Linked DNA regions of Anser cygnoides: region 1 is linked to region 2. The links are chromatin contacts, called in public Hi-C maps. All regions are on one chromosome and are shown on one strand. Each heading gives the region's core, a stretch centred on a gene start, on an enhancer-like site or on the middle of the called end of the contact. The rest is flanking DNA. Distances are from core to core; before and after follow the strand shown.

Evidence for each region. Hi-C and Micro-C count contacts between places; a contact is called where the count stands out from the background.
Region 1: a contact with region 2 is called in a Hi-C map of liver, with 2.2 times the contacts expected there. The contact joins the promoter of ATP1B1 here to the enhancer-like site in region 2. A contact is called at or near these places in 3 of 7 Hi-C or Micro-C datasets (all in liver).

The regions. Positions count from the first base shown.
Region 1 is chr1:96,045,551-96,051,335 of Taihu_goose_T2T_genome, forward strand. It overlaps ATP1B1 (ATPase Na+/K+ transporting subunit beta 1), which reads left to right and starts at 4,329. Exons shown (of 6, transcript XM_066990399.1): 1 at 4,329-4,537. The coding sequence starts at 4,438. LOC136789688 (a long non-coding RNA gene) reads left to right here. Exons shown (of 18, transcript XR_010828602.1): 18 at 448-589.
Region 2 is chr1:95,982,125-95,987,966 of Taihu_goose_T2T_genome, forward strand. All of the region lies in intron 15 of LOC136789688 (a long non-coding RNA gene), which reads left to right. Among named protein-coding and RNA genes, the nearest start is that of DPT, 57 kb to the left of the region's middle. Within about 2 kb of position 4,352, at least 1 of the 3 cell types and tissues checked has open chromatin away from gene starts, as enhancers often do. A contact at or near this core is called in liver, where this site is marked.

The DNA.
Region 1 (5,785 bases), core at 3,079-5,578, 63 kb after region 2:
ACTCCCTTACAAATTTTTGTGCTTCTTTTGTACGTCTTTTCAGATTGATTCCTTCTTTGTTTCAAAATTCTCTTTGTCATTCCCTGGTTACCACTTAATCCAGCTGATGGTGGTTGTCCTCTTTAGCATGATCAGTTGAGGTCTGATGGTTGTTTCCCCCTGCAGCAAGATCAGTTTGGGGTAAATGCTTCCTCAGAGAGTTTTGGGTTTCCCATTCATGCATGATGTTTACACTGACTTTTCAATCTTAGCAGCTGTTGTCCATGTCATTTTGCCAAGGGTGAGCTGTGCAGGCACCCCCACAAGTGATGTCATACAACCATCAAGCTTGTATTAGAGAAAAGAACACTGGCCCCATGGCTGGATTTTGGAGGTCAGTTCCATATATATTTATTTACATATATATATAGTTATATATTTATATTCTGTATATATTTATTTTCCCAGGGCTTACCAGTTCACAATGTTTTGAACTTAGTTACCTCAGCTTGCATAGCTCCATGTGATAAATCCGTTCAAATGCACTTGTCACGCTCAGAGGACCAGCCACATATGTCTATAAGCCTAATCTCTTCTGACCCCGTATCTGTGCGGGACAAGGAGGAGAAGGAAGAAGACTGGAAAGCTATTTTTGCCATACCGTGTTTTGGGACGCTACAGACCCCACTTGAGATGATGTAACGTACAGCAGCTCCTGGGTTTCCCCTGAACCTCCAAAGCAGAAAATCAGAGGGCAGGCCTCAGGCAGAGTGCCCTGTGGGACTGGGAAGCTGTGACGGGACCACATGCTGGCATTCCCCTTGCGGGGACACTGAGGGTTGCTCCTGTCCCCTTCAAGGCCCCTTGCAGCTCCCAGAGGGGTGTAAAATGCCTGTGTGCCACGCAGCCTCTTACTTTTCGTCTGCGACAGAGGACAGGCCTTGTGCTGCAGGGCTGCAGCAGCTCTAGCCACCAGTTTTGTTCCTCGCCCCCTCTCACCTGTTGTGTGTGATGCAGGCTTGGTGCCAAGCTCTTGAGCAGCTGCCCTTTTCCAGCTCCCGGGCATGCCAGCCCGAGGAGGCCCAGCCCCGTTTGTTTGCAGCGGCAGCCCACGAATAGCAACTACTTAAGGCCATTTTGCACACTTCTGTCATCTTATAATTAGCACTCGGTCCTGCAGCCGGTGAGAGTCCCTCCCCACAGCATGCCTCTCCCCTTCCTCCACTGCATGTCACAGCATAGTCCGCAGCTGCCTTCAGAGATGTTTCTAGATCACACATTACCCAAATTTTCTGCTGGTCACCATCAGCTGCACAGTCTCATTTCCCAAGTCACCAAGGTGGATAAATCATGGCTTGGCTTTGCTCTACATTGTGCTCTTCTCTCTTGCTGCTGCATCAAAAGTAATTGTCTGCTCTCCTCCTGCACTGCAGTGAGACACCTCTGCCTGCCTGAGGTGCTTTCTTTGGGTCTGCTGTAAAGCAGGAGACCCAAAGGAAGCTGGGATCTCGTCATTAGATGGCTGTGCCCAAACCCACTGGAGAAAACCAGAGAGCTCCTCATGCACCAGCTCCTAAGGGCGGTGAGATAACCCCCTAACAAAGTCCATTCACATGTTGTTCTTTCCTTGGTGCCGGTGCACAGCTTTCCCCAGCCCTGTCCTTCCTCCTGCAGTTAATCTGAACACGGATATCTTTGCACATTTTGTTCTTGGCAGTTTCGAAAGTTGCCTTAGGCTCTTATCACCTTAAAAAATCAGATCATATAGTGGTGGCCTTAGAGACGGCCTGATTGATATCTGAGCAGCCGAACAAATGGTGAATTTGAATAAAATATGGCACCCCATTGCCTATTAGTTCTGCTGATTCTGAGAGGACAATTTGCCAACATTAAGCAAAGTGCATGTCCTGAGCATCCATGGGACTGCGGATGCATAAAAGGGTTTGCAGAAGTGCTCTGCAAACCTTGTGAAGTGCCTTTTGCCCATTCCAGATCCTGCATGCCCCAGCCTGCGCAGTTACGGGGATTTGGTACCACTGGCACTGCCAACCCAACTTATCTGTGTATTTGTACAGTAATAGAGACATTTGCGGGAAGAGGAGAGAGTTTCCTGGTGATCCTTAAACAAACAGCGATGAAGCCAGGAGCTCCTGCAGCTTGGCTTCCACAGGCACCACCAGCTCCCATAGCGAGAGTGAGAACACGCTCAGAGGAAGATCGTGTTTCTGGGTAGCCATTTAGTCTGTAATCGTGATACGACTGCTCAGGTTTTACAGATCATTCATTCTAGTTGCTTTCTCCAAACTCACTTTCTGTGGCCTTAGGAAATAACACTGTGGGAGAGCGTGCAGTCCCATTCTCTTCTCTGATTTGGACATCGCCATGAACCTGCTCAAATATCTGATGCCAGTTTCATTTTGGGTGACCCCATTGCCTGCACAGAGGGCAGGCTGAGTTAACTGCTGCTGTTCCACCTGCCCTGAATCAGCTTGTGAGGGGTTTTACTCAGCAGACTGGATGAGACGGGTCCTGACTTGAGGGTAAAGCCAGACACAGCATCCATGAGGTAGACTAAAGCGCGGGCTTTGTGTTTGGGTGACCACACCGCGCACCTGCACACGATTCCCAACATGCTGTTTTCATAGGGTAGGGGGTCGAGGCAAAAACAGCACCCAGGGCATCAGAAGAGAGCAGGTTTGGCTCCCAAGTGACCAGGCAGGCCTGGTGGCCCAGTGGCTGAGACACAGCCTCATTGTCTACAGCAGCAATGGCGCTGGGTGTTAAAAGTGAGCGCTTGTTCCTCCTGCGGTGCTCATCTATTTATTGGCCTGATTGTAATCACAGCCTTCTTAACTTGTAACTGATACATCCTCCCTACACCGCAGATGATGTTCACTTGGGTATCAGATACTGCTGTCTGTGTTTGCTCTCATTATCGCCCACCATCAGCAGGTCTCTTTAAAGACCAGCTCTGACCAGACACCATGGAGAAGAGAGACGCCATTTGTCCTCAGCCGTTTGATCAGCCATTTTCCATTGCACAAATGCCGTTGAGGGCCGATTCCCCAAACCCAGGATGGAAATCCCTGGGGCACACCTGGCTGGCTCCCTCTGATCACACGTAATGTACCGCAGAGCGTTCAGCAAACACTGCCCCCAGATGCACTGACTCCGGTGTGACACTCCTCCTCCTAACCCCACGAGGCTTTGAGGAGTCCGGCGGCGTGCCTAGGCCTGGGGAGGCGGTGCTCAGCTTTGCAGGGTGCAAACACCTCGAGGTACCCTGCCCAGGCAGACCAAGGCCCAAAAAAATCAGGCCTGTGCAGGTTGCTTCAGGGGCTGGCTGTGGGCGGTGGCCGTGGGGTGCCTGGAGATGGGCGCCACGTTGGGGCTGTTCCCCTGGGGACAGCGGGGTGGCTGGCATGCGTTTGTCTAGCCTCCCAAAACAACAAAACAGTCTGGAGTTAAGGCTGGCAGAGCAAGCCTGTAGCTTAAAGGCAGGAAAATACCCGGAGCGCCGTATCGTGACCAGGAGGAAGTTCAGTATTAAATAAATCCCAGTAGGGTACGGCAGCGTGCAGCCGAGGTTCACGTGTGACTCGGTCCTGTCGTGACACTGTGGGACCGGGGCACGTCGGTGAACTTCCATCACGAATGCGGGTCCCAGGGCCCCACCAGAGCCCCTTTTCCCTTCCCGGGGTCCCCCCGCAGGCTGCCGCCCAGCGCTGGGGGGCCGGGGCAGCACCGGGACCCCCACAGGGTGCCGCAGCCCCCCCCCATCGGGCCGCCGGCGGCGTGCGTGCACCTCCCTGAAGGTCACCTTGCGAGGGCGGCTGCGCCCTCAAAAAAAAAAAAAAATTTAAAAAATAAATTAAGAAAAAAAAACCAACAACAACATCCCGGCAGGTGCCGCGCGGCGCCGCTTTCGCGTTCAGCGCTCGGCAGGCGCCGTACACGTGAGCCCGGCGGGGCGCGGCGGGGCCGGGCGGGACGGGGACGGGGACGGGGAGGAAGAAGAGGAGGAGGAGGAGGAGGAGGAGGAGGAGGAGGAGGGGGGGGGGGGGGGGGGAGGAAGGCGCACGGCTGCCCCCGCCGCCGCCCCGCGCGCGCACGCCCGCGGCCGCACACCTGCGCGCGCACACGTGCCCGCGCGGCGCCCGCCCCGTCCCCTGCCCGCCCCCCGCCGCCTCCCAGTGGCTGCGGCGCCCAGCGGGCGGGGCCCGCGCCCTATATGAAGGGGTGCGGCGGGCGGCGAGCGCGGCTGCTCCGTGCCCGGTGGGCTCCGCTGCTTCCCCCCTCAGCTCCGCGCCTCCGCCACACACCGGAGCCCCCCTCCCCCCCCTCTGGAGCGCCCCCTTCCTCCCCCCCCCCTAAAAGCCCCCTCCCCGAAGCCCGTCCCGGTGCCGCGGAGCCCGTCCGAGCCCTCAGCGCCCCCCCGCCGCCCCCCGCTCGCTCGCCATGGCCCGCGGGAAGGCCAAGGACGGCGACGGCAACTGGAAGAAGTTCATCTGGAACTCGGAGAAGAAGGAGCTGCTGGGCCGCACCGGGGGCAGCTGGTGTGAGTGCGGGGACGGGCGGCGGGGGGGCTCCGCAGCGCGCACCGCCGCGCCTCACCCCCCTGCGGCCGGGCACCGGCACCGGAGGGGGGGCGGGGGGAAAGGGGGGGGTCCCCGGGGCCCCCCGAGCCCCCTCCCCGGGCCGCGGCTGCCGGGCAGGTGGGGCCGGGCCCGGGATGGAGCCCGCGGCGGGGCCGACCTTGGGAGGGCGCCTCGTCCTTGGCGCTGCCTCCCCGGCTCCCTCCGCACCGCGGGTGCCGCTCCCCCGCCGCCCCTTCCCCCCGCTCCGCGGCGATCCGAGGTGGCTGTGCCTCGCCGAGAGAGCTCCCGGGTCCTGCGGTGCCTCCCCGGCAGGGAGGCGGCCGTGCGGGCGGCGATGCTCGCGCACCCCGCTGTCGGTTGGGGCGCCCTGCAGGCAGCCCTCGGCGCCCGGGGGGCGCTCGGCGTTGTCTGCGCGCACCCGGACGGCCTTCCAGCTGCTGCCAGCCGCGGCCGGGCTGCCACCCCGCGATGCTGAGCCCGGCTCCTGGTGTAACGGATCCGCTGGAGGCGACAGCCTTGGCCCTGGTGGACCGCAGCGGGCTCCTGCCGTACCCGTACGTGAGCTGAATCGGGTTGCGGGCGCGCACCGGTAGGTGTCTGCTGCTCCCGAGGCACCGGGCGGCTGCGCAGCGCTTCCGACGCGGAGCCAGACCGAGTCCTCCTTCCCGTGCCCATCCGTCTAGGACCGATGTCAACCTGCAGGCTGGCGATCCGATTTCTCCGTTATAAGCCTACCTGTTGCGGGAAGCTCTGTTGCGCAACCCCGTTGTGCTCGGTTGCGTGTGTTTTTTCTGAAACCGTGACCTTTAAGGTGTCTTTGGTGTTAAGAGCATCCTGGCTGGGAAACTGATTAAATAAGCTACCTCCCAGTGTTGGCCTTTTGATGTTACAAAAACTCAAAAGGCGTTACGCTGCAGACAACAGCATTGGTGTTTGGTTTGTTACAACAGCACCTCCTATGACCGTGCTCTGGAAAAAATTTCCAAATGTTTCTGACGTCACGACCAGTTGCTTTACGCTGCTTGGATACCAAAGAGTGCTTTTAACTCCTGGAGCACCACGATATCGCACCGAGCTCTGCTCACCAGCCATGGCTGCCTCCCCGGTCTCCAGTGGACGAGAGGATGGAGTGTCTTTCTGAGCGTGTTCCTCAGCCTCTGTGTCTCTGGCTGTCCCTCCTGATCCTCTTTCCTTTGTAACTGGAAAAT
Region 2 (5,842 bases), core at 3,102-5,601:
TTGGAAATTCCTGCCCTCGCGTCCAGACAGATTCACAGCGCTGCAAGCGTGAGGAAAGCATATCGAAATAGGAACCTGATGTAAATACCATGCTGATGAGTGAATAGCAAGTTTTAATAAGGAGCAGTCCTCTTTGCAGACCAGCCCCAAATAGATTTTGAGTAAAAGCTGTTCTTTTTCCATCAAAAAGCTTTCCAAAGGTAGGGAAACATACAGCTCTGTTACCAGCTCTGGTGATGTACCATGCCACCATACTCTGTTAGTGAATCTTCCTCCTCTTGTGCCTTACATGAATTGCTCAGGGCAGTCCCTAGCCCAGTAGCAGCCAAACCATGTTTTTTAACATCTGCAGTCAACAACCTTTTGTTTTGGCTTGCTGCTGCTGTTCATGGCCCTGTCACCGCAAACACAGGCACAAGCATTACCAAAAGCAGAGCCCCATATGGAGGTGACAGTTTGCATCTGGAATTGATCCAGGTTGATTAAGTCTTCCTTCTCCCTTCACATGCTTAAGCAGGAACCAGGAAATATCGTCAAGATTTTATTTTTCTAATTCCTGCTTATTCTTTTCAAAAAGGACTGGCAATCTGTAAACATCCCCAAAGCATAAGGTGTGTTCTAAGCATTTGCTTTCTCAGGTTTCAGGTCTGTTTACACTATGATAAGACCAAATAAATGAAGGGCAATAGTAGCATCTCTATGCTTTGTTTTCTGGCTGGCATTTCCAGTCTGGTCTGGAACAGCTGAACTCAGGGATTCCCACTGTTGTCAAAAGATGAATATGTTCAGGGCCAGTCCTGCGTTTCTTTTATTTTGCATGCCCTGAACTCCCACCAGTTTCACTGGATGCTGACACTTCTTGCCAATGGCAGCATCAGATCTGCCAGCAGGAATCTTCTGTGTTGAGGCTGGAGGAGATTTATGTCACATTTCCATGTGCTGAGTGTAATCCTTTTGCTGCAGAATAAGCACATAGGGAGTACAAGATCCTGGCATTTTGATTTCATAGTACTTCACAACACCTTTGTACTCTTCATTTCTGCAGGGGACTGTATGTGATGCAGGCCAATAAAGAGAATGGCTAGAGCAGTAGGAAGTGTTTGTCCTGATCACGGAGTCTTAATAGCTCTCGGGCACGAAAAAATCAGTCCTAAGAAGATAAACCAAATCCTTTTTCTTATTTTTTCTTTTTCTTTGTCTTTGTCTTTTTTTTTCCTTCTTTTTTTTTCTTTTTCCTTTGTCTTTTTTCTTCTTTTCCTTCTCCCTCTCCTTCTCCTTTCCCCTTTTTCTGTTTTTTTTTTCTTTTTCATTTCTCTTTCCTTCTCTTTCTCCTTTCTCCTTCTCTCACTCTGCCTCCCTTTCTCCTTCTCCTTTTCTTTCTCCTTTTCCATCTCCTCCTTTTTTAATCTCCTCTCCTTTGAACACCAAAATTTCTTTTAACCTTCTCTTCCAAATTTTCAGACAGCTCTGGCCTCAAACAGGAGCTTGTATACCAAAATCCCATGAGAGAGGTCTATTCTTACTGTATTTCTGGCCTATTTTTACTATCAAGAGAGATGGATGCCCTCTGACGCATCGGGTGGTATCTAGAGTTTTGGACTTTTCCTCTGCCCCCCATGGCACTTGTCCAGAACACATACTCTCTTGTATGTGAGGTACTTGTCCACATACAAGGGGAAAAAAAAGCCACTACAGAGGTGAGCTGATGTCAGTGTGGAGAGCAGAAGGGTGGAAAATATCATACAGCATATGATATGAAAAGAGCATATCATAAAATGACCACCCGAAAGGCTCTAAGAGTAATGGACAGACTGAACTTGCTCACAGTTCAGGTCAGGTTTTTTCCTATCTAAGGTACGTTACGTGTTTGAGGCATTTTTCCTTACAATAATGTTAGTAGATTAGGTACTGGATTTATGAATAAGAAACTGAAAGACTGAAAGAGAGATAAAGGAGACATTTGCTCCACAGCACGCAGGTGGTAGGGCTATTCCCAAGGAGAAAATGCTGGCTCATAGAGATAGACACAGGTCACTTCTAAATGAAGCACCAGGTACTCTACAGTAGCATTCCATCCACCCGGTGCTGACAATGAATCCTCATGTAGCTGTGTCCTTTTCTGTAGCTTCGTTGGCCTTAAAACTGGCTTGGTCTTATCTGTGCAGACTGAGGTCGAAGATATGACTTGGGTTGTGAAAGAAATGGCAGACGAGAGAACTGAAGTACGCTCCTGGGTGCTCCACACCAGGGTGCGATGTCCTTTTAGCAGGAGTACAGGGGGAGTTTCTTCTCGCGGCACTGTGCCTGGCCCTGCAGAAAAGCAGAGCCTTCCTCTTCACCAGAGCTCTCAGTCTGTCACCTCGCACCAACAGTGCAAGATACCATTTTGGGAGCACAGAGACTTAGGCCTCTGTCCCTGAAGTTTACAAAGAAATGAAATGTGTCTTTAAAAAAATGTTGACAGTCCTACAGTCATCTAAAATCCCCAGTGGATCTAAATCAAGTCTTCTACATAAACCTTGTTAAAGGCTCTGCAAATCAAATCCTGACTCCTTGGAGCTTTTCCCCACAGACTTTGGTGTGCTTCAACAGGTATGGTTAAGCTGAAAGGCAAACACAATAGTGATGATACCCTGGGAGGGAGGAAAATCCAGTATATTGCCTTCATACTGCAGAATATATGCAGGCAAGGGCAGAAGGGATGGGGGAGCGACAAACCCCACTGTGTTTCACTGAAGTCAGAAGAGTTGCTGGAGAACCATTTCCATGGCAGCAGTTCTGTTGAGTTAGTAGTATTTTTACATAACAGTTTTTCAGACTAAAGCTGCAGTTCAAAAAGAAAAAAAAAAAAACAACACTTAATAATAATCCGTGGGTTTAAAGCAAGATATATTTCACTTCTGTTGTCTCCTTTCCTTTTCTTTTTTTCCTTGGGAAAAATGTCTAATGGAAATGATACGTGTCAATTCGACACAGTAGTACATAAAATGAGAAAACTTTTCAGAAATTTTTCTCCTCCTGTTTTAGAAGTTGATTCATGCCCGTAAACAGATGCATTCTTCACTGCATTAGCAGTTTATTCCATTTTTAATCAGCCACATGATGCTATCCAAATATCATTTAACCTATAATCGTCTTTTGTCCAGAAGCCCAAATATTTGTATTGCTAGTAAGAACTCATTAAGGTAGCATTCTCCAGTTTTTATTTTTTTTCTGAATGCTGCCAAGAGGTTTAGTTACAATAAATTCAGAGATTTGAAAGGCTACAGCCTGAGTATTGTCCTTAACTATAAAATAACTATTCTGGGAACTAACTATCCAGTTAGTACAATTATATTTTTCTGGTAACAGCAGGTCCAGTCTGGTTCAAAGGCAATATGCCTGGTGATGTATAATAGCATAGACTATATGGAAGTTCCTCTTTCAGGGCAATCATAGACTCATAGAATCCTAGAATCATTAAGGTTGGAAAAGACCTCCAAGATCATCTGGTCCAACCATCCCCCTACCACCAACGTCACCCACTAAACCATGTCCCTAAGCACCACATCCAACCTTTCCTTGAACACCCCCAGGGACAGTGATGCCACCACCTCCCTGGGCAACCCATTCCAATGCCTGACTGCTCTTTCTGAGAAGAAATGTCTCCTCATTTCCAACCTGAACCTCCCCAAGCATGATCACCTCAAAGCAAAAACATTAAAAATCCTTGAAGGTATGCACTGTACATGGTGTTGCTAGGAATGCGGCTTTCCTAAAAAGCTAATCTTTTATTAAAGCAAGAAGTTTGTGGGCTTTTTCATCACTAAGAGAGTGTGGCAATGTGCGAGGCAAGGGCAGGTTACGCTGCATTCTAACAAGCCTGACCTGGCAAAGCTGAAGGGAAGGCCAGAAAGAATGCTCCGTGCATGGCACTCTGGAATTGTGCTTACAAGCAAATATTCTGGTACCATGGACATTTCAGGTCTGAAATACATGCACAGCCTTTAGATCAAAGGATCCCTAAGTGGTTTATTATGCTGATCTATCTAATAATATTGTGCAAACTCCAAAGTACCAGTATTTGGTAAACATTCACTTACCCACCTCTGATATGGAGCAATTGCAGGAATCAATCGTAGTTACTCTCTAACAGCGTGCAACAAATGAAGCTGTGATTTGCGGCTAGAGGGAGGGAAGCCCTTATTCACTCAGGTGACAGGACAAAGTCTTGTAGCTGATGCCCTTGCCGTAATTTTACGTGTTCTTACTTTGATCTTACAAAAGGAGCAGAAGAGATTGAATGCCAGGCTAGGGGCAAGGACTTGTGTCCTGCTTGGTTGCCAGCATTGCCTCGGGGAGCTCGCAGGGGGGTGCGCAAGCACTGACCCAGCATGAGGAGTCCAGGGGCAGCTGAGATCTCCTTGGGGTGTCCAAGAGAGTGACCGAGGGGAGCAGGCCTTCAGTTCTGGGTGGGTGGGTTTGGGAAAGAGGCAAAGAGGAGGGTGAAGGGGTCCAGGCTTTTGGAAGACACCTGATGCCTCCTCGCTCCACTTCTGCCTTGTGCTGCATAGGCAGTTGTGCAGGCAGCACCAGGTGCTTCAGCACTTCCACCAGGGTCTGCGAGTTTCGGCTGCGGGGTACCCTCAAGTGGCTGGCACTGGGTGTGTGTATACAGTGCCCAGTTGTTGCTCAGGTCGGGCAGCGATATCAGCAGCATCAAAGGGAGCTGGTCTGGAAATGTCACTGCCAGGTTAACCACTATTGACTATATTAACACACGAGGTGGTACAACGAGTGGCTGAATGTTTGTCATGGCAGGTGACTGCAGAAGATTAGGAAGGGCAGCAGGCTCACTACAGCACAGGGCAGCGTGATCTTAAGAAGGCAGAGATACAGCATGAAACTAGTACAGGAAGAGGAAAAATCCCTGAAGTCTTACTGACTTACCATTCATATGGCTTAATGGTATTGCAGTGCTTTGCTGGCATCTGAGTAGTAAAAGGTTCAAATGATGTTCTCCTATGTTCAGCAACAATACTGTAAGTCAGCCAGAATCACCTCCTTTTTTCTCTGCAGGCATGGCAGAGCAGAATGACAGTTTTTCCTACAGAAAAAAAAAAAAAAAAAAAAAGGAATTAAGCCCTTAGAGCTAGGGTGGTCTTTTTTCTAGGTGTGGCTGGGTTCCAGCTGGTTGTTTTTTACTCCATACCAAGCTTTTTCAGGTTTGTATTATTTTAGTTAAACATGTTACTATTTCAGTCTCTCATGAGCCCAAATCACTGACCTAATACATCTTCTGAGATAAAATGCATTCTTTGATACAAGAAAAGTTTTGTCAGTTTAAAAAATAAAACACATTCTCATCAGCAAAACAGTGTCTTTAAGGATCAGGTCTCTGGTTCTGAATTTGCCAATGAGTGCTGATTCAGGTAATCCAGTATTTTACAAGCTAGTCAGCACCCCACAATGTCACATTGAGGCTCAAAATATATTTAAAACAGCTGTGTGCTAAAATCATGCGTGTGTCCACCCATTTCATTACAGTACTACCCTAAGTACAAGGTCAAAACTTTACTGTAATTTAGCTAAGATTCTGTAAAGAAAGAAAATCCATTATGCTTTCCTTCACCATTTCAGTTTATTAGGTGTTAATTTAAAACCTTTCGCTGCAGTGGAGGGCAAAACATAATCAAAAAGTGAACCTGGCTAGAGGCAAGTGGTGAAGATAAAGACACTTAATTGTTCTGACCCTGCAAAGAGCAAATCCCAAGCACACAAATCAGTGCTACTAACAGAAAAACAAATCAGGTCTTTAACATTCTCTCAGCTATATCTGAGTCATGGCATTTTAATAACACCA